2 separate regions of the Sparus aurata genome follow, and region 2 is linked to region 1. The links are chromatin contacts, called in public Hi-C maps. All regions are on one chromosome and are shown on one strand. Each heading gives the region's core, a stretch centred on a gene start, on an enhancer-like site or on the middle of the called end of the contact. The rest is flanking DNA. Distances are from core to core; before and after follow the strand shown.

Region 1 (3,665 bases), core at 826-3,325:
ACCGAACCTGAACCGCCTCAAAGTGAGGTTAACAGCTGTGGTCTTAGTCGATGTGGCTGGTTGCATTTTTTTTCTTTTTAAAAGGATATTTTTGGACTCCAGCTGTTCAGACACCGCTTGGAATCGTCCCTGTAGTCTCTCCATCGTCTTCTCCATCTGAAGGGAGAGAAATCCGTCAAAAAAACAAGTATCTGACAGTACAGAACGTCGGCTCACCCCGGACAAACTTACCGCCTCTGTCATGTCTGCAGCTGCTTTGCTGTCTGTTTTTGACATCGTTTCTTCAGGAACACACAGATAAGAATGAGAGAATAAACCTCGGCCAAACAATCTGAATAATGCTGTTTGTTTAGTGTGACTGAGACGGGACCACGGCAATAAAAATCCCAACTGGGCTTCCCCTCCGGAACGTTAGCTGTGACTCCCATAACTTCGCGGCGAGTTGAGTCGAGGGAATGAAAACAATAACGACTTCCGCTCTTGTCCATCATTTCAAAATAAAGGCCACATGATAACGCATTGCTGCATATTTTTTTTTGCTTTGGTGAGGCAGTGCTTGGTGATAACACACATGTCCGTGTCAGCTTATATATTAATTTCTACAATATATAAGGGCTTAATTCAAAACGAGCTGAAAAAACTCATCATACAACTAGAACATTTCAGCAAAGGAAAATGACTGGCACCTCGAGAGTTTCATAGAGTTTTCACGTGAAAAATGTATAATTACAATTCATATCAAATGTGCTTTATTTGATGTATATCTTAAGGCCGGAAAACCCTAATGCAAAACGTGAAGTGACCTTGACACGAAATGTCAAAGACTAAATCAAATCCAGTATTCGATTCCTCTGCAACACCACATGACACGCTTCCTGCAAGCTTCATCTTTAACGCTTTTATTGTGAAGGTAACTGTTATGGAATATCCGGTCCCGTGCTGACTTACTTTGGCGGGCTTGACTTTGACATCCGCGCGGATCTGTATGCATGGAAGCATATGGGCAGAGCGTTTTATTAACTCTTTGTAAACTGGTTGATCCCGTCAGGCAGGTCTCTGTGTGTGTGTGTCTCCCCTCCAAACTGAAGCTCTGTTTTTTATGTAAGAGATTATCCTGGATCAAAGTGACAGCTGACAGATGAGAGGTGGTCTGCTCTGAGGGTTATATAACTTTCATTAAGCCTTTTTAAATCTTTATAATCTGGATTTTGTGTCAGTGACAGTCTGAATTCACTCCCGCTGAATATGTTAAAATCCTTAACACAGTAAAAAAAAGGCATCTCAATTTGAACTGCAGCGCTCGTGTTATTTGTATGCATCTGCTGTGGTGTGCAAAGCAATAAGTCAACTTAAATAAACCAGGTTGCATGAAATATTCAACAAGGTGTAGCTCAGCTGTAAGAGCAAGAACAGGCAGAGTGAGATTCCTCATTCAAAGCAATTTTCATTGCCTGTAGCGGGGTTGGATTCATTTAGAAGAGCAGTGCCAGGAAAAAAATAAAAAATAGGTATAGGCCACTTGCAGGACTGGGGCCCCTGGATAGAAACCAACATTAACTGGTTGGAAAGTATTAACTTTATTTTAGAAAAGCAAAATAATTGTAAAATCTATAAATGTGACTTTGAATTACTTGAAGGGTGTTTTATCCATACAGATGTGTGCCCTTTTTTAGTGCAGGTATTATAATATATGACCTGCCAATGGCAACATTTGTGATTAATATTGTACATGGTCCCCATACAAATGAATATCACCAACTGACCATCATTCAGAATAGGAATATAAATAGCCAATATTCTTCCTGATAGTCCTGATGTTATATACAGGCATCAGTATTACATTGAGCCTGTTTCCTAGCAAGTTAGAAGATTACTTGTTGTACATTTATGCACATATTTAATCATGTGTATCACTGATGACATTTGTTTTATTTTTTTTAAGAAATAACCTTTTGCTCTCCATCATTTTCCAAACTGCTGGTACAGTCAGACTGTAAGTTCAGAAATCCCTGTCCTACACGACAGTTTTAGATGGTGTGTGAACTATCTTGACTAAGTCAAACATCTTTGTCGTAACGCGTGACGTGTGACGTTTCAGGAAGTGTGGGCTCGACCATATAACAGAAATACACTGTATATGGGCCACTTGCTGAACAAACTATTATGCTATAGGAACTCTGGGCAACAAAAATGCGGTTTGTTTTAATTTTCCTGAAGAGTTCAAGGGCTTTCTATGCTATTTCAGGAAAACTGAGAGTTTCTTCTCGTGAGTTCGGCGCAGCTTTTCAAAACAGCGCCAGCTAGCATCAACAGAAGAGTTGAATCAGAGAATCGGGATGTTTTGAGCAGATAAGCATCTGCGGTCGTCTCCTTCACAGCGAATACCGCCGCTTCCTGTTGTAAGCATTGTTGTTCCGCTGGCACCGTAGCTAACACATTGATGTTCTCACTGTTCGGACTGTTCTCCGATGTTACTGTATCATTAGCCCCCCGGGGTCGTAGTGTCGGATTCACTGCTCAGCTTGTGATGGCGTGGCAGTAGCTGCCTTCTTTGTCCGTGTGGGGGATTATGCACGAAACTCACGGATGTTTGTTTTGTTACGCTGTCAAACTCGTTCCAAGGATCCAGCAGAGGAGAAACACCTCATCGTAGTCTCCACTGAGGCAGTGACAGCCAGCTGACATCACTTCACAACTTCTTGGCCAGGTGTTGGACTGCTGAGCTGCTCAACATGGATGATGAGCTGTTCGAACAGATGGTGGCTGTGTTTAACAGCCTGGTGTCGTGGGTGGCTGCTGGTGCCATGGTGTTTGGTGGGGTGGTGCCCTACATCCCCCAGTACAGAGACATCCGCAGGACACAGAACGCCGAGGGCTTCTCCACCTATGTGTGCCTGGTTCTCCTGGTGGCAAACATCCTGAGGATACTCTTCAGGTAACCAGTTATTCCCTCTCGTTTGTATTATAACAAAACTCCATTTGGAAATCACTCAATTTAATACTCTTTTGCTTTAGAGCCAAATTGGATATATTATGTAACAAGTAATGAAATGTTCAATAATCAGCAGGATATTCTTTGAAATTCGGCTGAAAGGAAAACATCATAGGAGCTTCCATTGCCTTGAAACTGAAGATTTAGTTCTCATTGGTGTCCTCCTGCTGAGGTGGTGGACTCAATTTATGACCAAAAAGTGAACTCCAAACACAATTTACCCCCACTATAAGTTCACAGAATAACAGCTATAATCTGTTTCAATGTAAGCAGATTAAACACTGGTTGCTATGTTTTCATGAAAGGTATATAATTCATCTTAAAGTAAAACTGCAGTACTAAACACACTTGCAAAGTCAAGAGATGTGACACACAGGAGTTCTGAAAACTGTTCGCTGCAAGTACAAACCGAACTCCGTCCTAGTAAAGCTACTTTTAAGACATCAAACTGAGTAGATTTCACTTATCTATTGTGTGTTCATCTAATCTGGAGTGGCTGATACCATCATGGTCTCTCTTTGCTGCAGCACGGGTACCAAGAGAGCTTTGACTCTAATCATGCATGCTACATGTGGCATACCACATTCACACATTCTTCTGTGTGTTTTTTTTTTCCCCCCATCAGGTTTGGTCGCTACTTCGAGACGCTGTTGCTGTGGCAGAGCATCATCAT
Region 2 (3,665 bases), core at 561-3,060, 180 kb after region 1:
TCACATCCTTGCAAAGACAAATTCTAGTCAGCTCTAAAAATTTTTGATTACCAAATGACAGTATGATACTGTAAGCATCAACTTTTACATTCATTTAGTCGGGTCGTTCTTTAATCAGTACAGTGTTAAGGTCAATGTGTGAGCAAAAGTGTCAAATACATCATGTGTAATAAACAAGCAAACAAAAAAAGTTTAAAAAATAAAATTCAAAGTGTTTGCATTTCCTTACTGAGTCAGGTCCTGGCCACATTCAGCACATAAACCCTTCATTACTATTGGATGGCTGCATTCTTCTATTCTGATGATGACACCCCTGGAAAAAAAAAGAGACAAGAGACATCAGAGGAAATACTTTTGTGTAATCCAGCCATAGTACTGTGGTTCCATCTTTCTGCTTGCTTGCTTGCTTTGTGGCAAGCAAGTGCTTGGTATTATAGAAGTTTATTCGATGTTTCATGTTTTAGCATTTTTACCTTACAGATAAGGTGTGAGCCTTGATACTTTATATCAGCAAGTTGCTTACTGACAAACGTTATCACTGAGATATTACTTTGAGAACAAGTTGTAAATCCAGCGAGCATGAATGTACCTACTGTAATAAATAGCTGAACATTATGCACTCAGTCGCTTTGCTTTGTAATTCACACGGTTGATAATTCACTTTAGAAACATTACAAACTTTAATTCAATTAGATTTATGATATATGTTTAATTAAAAACTCCATCTTAACATTCAAATATACAACGTATTTCATGTTAGGTACACTTGACCGACGCGCAATTGTAAGACCAAAAACATAACAAGACAAGTGAAGCTTTATAGTCATAATTCAAATATGTGCTTGTTTGCCAAATAAATCTAGTGTTGTTCTGAAATAAAAAGCAGTCACGATGAAGCAGGAGTAACGACGGCCGTGTAAGAGTCACTGGGACCTCGGCAGACTCGGATCACTCCTCCACCTGTCAGCCTATGCAGCATGTACACACTCCGTGCACGCGAGGGGCGGCTGCGTCAAGGCAAACACAACGAGACAGCGCTCCACGTGATTTTGCCTTCAGAATAAAGGCTCAAGAAATGTTTAGCCTGTAAACTTGACTGCATGTACATTCAAGAGACAATTCAAGAATACGTATAATGTTAACCTAATTTCTGCTTGCAACTGGTTATCACTTCCAACTGGTTTAGAGACCCGAAAAGGTCCAGAAACAGATTATCGCACTAAATGCACTTTTATTTTGAAAGTTCTGTCCAAAAGTCTCCTTGTTTGTTTTGACTGACTTGACACGAGCAAGTGCTGTGAGTGATTTGAGTACTGCTAGCAAACATGCTAACGTTAACTTAGCACCTATATGTAGCAATGTTAGCTCGTTAGCTAGCTAACGTTGCACTGCGGGTTAAGTCTGAAGCTGGCAAAGCGGTACCAAAACTGCAGCTGACATGCTGCTTGTATCCTTTCCCGGCAATGGTTGGTTCAGTGAACATAGTTAGCTATAGCAAGCAGACTGACTCACCCCGGGGGTATGACTTGTCCAAGTTGACAGCATAGCTCCTTGACTACTCCAGCACGGTCCGATTTCACCTTCTTCTCTGGCAGCCTGGCAGCCTCTGCCCCCTTCTCCTGAGGTATGGGAGCACACAGTGCTAACACGGAGTCCACGTTAATTAGAGACCCGGGTTTGACTTTCCACTCTAGGAGCCGTAGAGGGAGAGCCCCGGTCGGCCAGCAGATATCTGCCACCTGCACCGCGGGGCCCTCCGCTGCTGCACCGCCGCCACCACCACCACCAGAATCTGCAGGAGGATCCTCCATCTGTCCCGCACTCTCAAAAAATCCCTCTAGTTTTCAGGAACGGCCCGCCTAAAAGGTATCCACAAGACCTCGCAATACCCCGTGTATCATTCAAACGTGCAAACCAGTAGCATGAAGGAAAAATTAAAAACAAATGTGCTGCCAATTTAAACCCAGTAGCTTCCACAGTCAGCTACGTTCGCTCTTCCCGCCCGTAAACAGGAAAGCGCAACACTGCAGCGACACGGGTCGCCACTGCATCCGGTGGACCATGCAGCCTGCTACAGCAAAACACACCGCCCACTCTGCTTTCAAAATAAAATCCTTCGAGAAATACTTGTGCCATGTGGTTTATTAACACGTTTTAAAGAAAAGAGGAAATAAAAAAAAGCTACAGTTTCATATACGTCATCTAATCATCCCATTGGTTGATTTGAGTTCGATTGCTTGTTGTTATGATCAGTAACTCTATAGCTGTTGGGTGCCAGTGAACTATTTTGCTACCTTTATTTTGAAGGCCAGTTCATGTTTCCGGGTTCGTTGGCTGAACCTGTCTCATTTGATACGCTGTTATTCTGTAACACTGACAGCAATGCACCTGAGACAGCCGCAAAGAAAAACAATTTTACATTTAGTTATACTACATTATCGTTTAATACGAGTCCCAACAAATGAGGCCATCACGATCTCTAGGAATGAACTCTTAACTTTCGACTATTCCATCCTTTTTTATTTGCTACAACTTTCCATAAAGCTTGAGATGAGGACCGTGGAACCCACAGAGACCTAAGTGATGTAAGATGATGAAACTTAGAAATAATACTTCAACATATCTCATGTGGCACCTTTAGTGGTAATAGGCTAACTAGGTGCGTCATTATTATAAGCAATGGCACTCTTGTTACAGCCTACATTACTGATCCTTCAAGGTCATATCATGTTTTGGGGCTCAAATTTTGAACAATTAAGTACATTAAAAGTACAAGGGCATGCCTCGAACCACTCCATATGACCAGTGACGCATCATTAGGTACCTCCTATCAGAGAGTCCACCACCAAGATGCATCTCTGCCCACCTAACAAACTTCACTTGAAATTTCACCCACTTTGTCAGGGGCATTTACCCCTGGACTGGGTTGGACTTTCTTGAATTAGTCCCAACAAAAGTTGGTTAAAAAAGTGTTTTTGTCTCTCTGTTTCGGACAGTGAGTGTTTCTTGTTGTTACCTCACATTGGGAAGTTTTGCTGGAAGGTTTTATATGCATCTGCTCCAGGGGTGTGTTTATCTGTGCTTGCCTTAATTCTCAGATGATGATAATTACATGAGCATGTATTTGCACATCCCAACAACTTTGAAAGACAATATTGTGTCAGTATTTGATATATGATATGTATGCAATATGCATCTAAATTGCATAAATGTGATATCCAGTGCGCATCATGTATCTACTAGTTTTTCTGTATGTTTCAGTAAGGGGGAAGGATTAAATGCTATTTTAAGACTTTTTAACTTGGTAAATTAAAAATTTTTGTGGATAGACCATATAAAACAAAAAAAAGATATATTATTATTATTATTATTATTATTTAGTACTTTTATATGCCTTAAAAGGTCTACAGAAGACCTTTAAGTGATCACAAAAGAGAAGAAACTTTCAGATAGAATCCATGTAATATTTAATTGTTTAATTTTCCATTTAAAGGCAGAATTATGGTATAGAGCTACATTAATCAATGCTTCAACAACTTTTGTACATAGTTTTTAATTACACTAATTACATGTATTCACTGTCTCACCACTAGCCTTTTTTAAATAAACCTTAACTCATAATTATAATAAACAATTAATACACAGTTGTTGCTAATTATTACGAT

What was found. A called contact is a pair of places that touch in the nucleus more often than the background predicts.
Region 2: a Hi-C map of an unstated tissue shows a contact between it and region 1, with 9 times the contacts expected there. The contact joins the promoter of ctdp1 here to the promoter of slc66a2 in region 1. A contact is called at or near these places in 2 of 2 Hi-C or Micro-C datasets (skeletal muscle and an unstated tissue).

The regions. Positions count from the first base shown.
Region 1 is chr3:26,359,214-26,362,878 of fSpaAur1.1, forward strand. slc66a2 (solute carrier family 66 member 2) reads left to right here and starts at 2,076. Exons shown (of 4, transcript XM_030412706.1): 1 at 2,076-2,935; 2 at 3,618-3,665. The coding sequence starts at 2,733.
Region 2 is chr3:26,542,235-26,545,899 of fSpaAur1.1, forward strand. ctdp1 (CTD (carboxy-terminal domain, RNA polymerase II, polypeptide A) phosphatase, subunit 1) reads right to left here and starts at 1,811. Exons shown (of 13, transcript XM_030412508.1): 1 at 1,513-1,811; 2 at 230-313. The coding sequence starts at 1,811.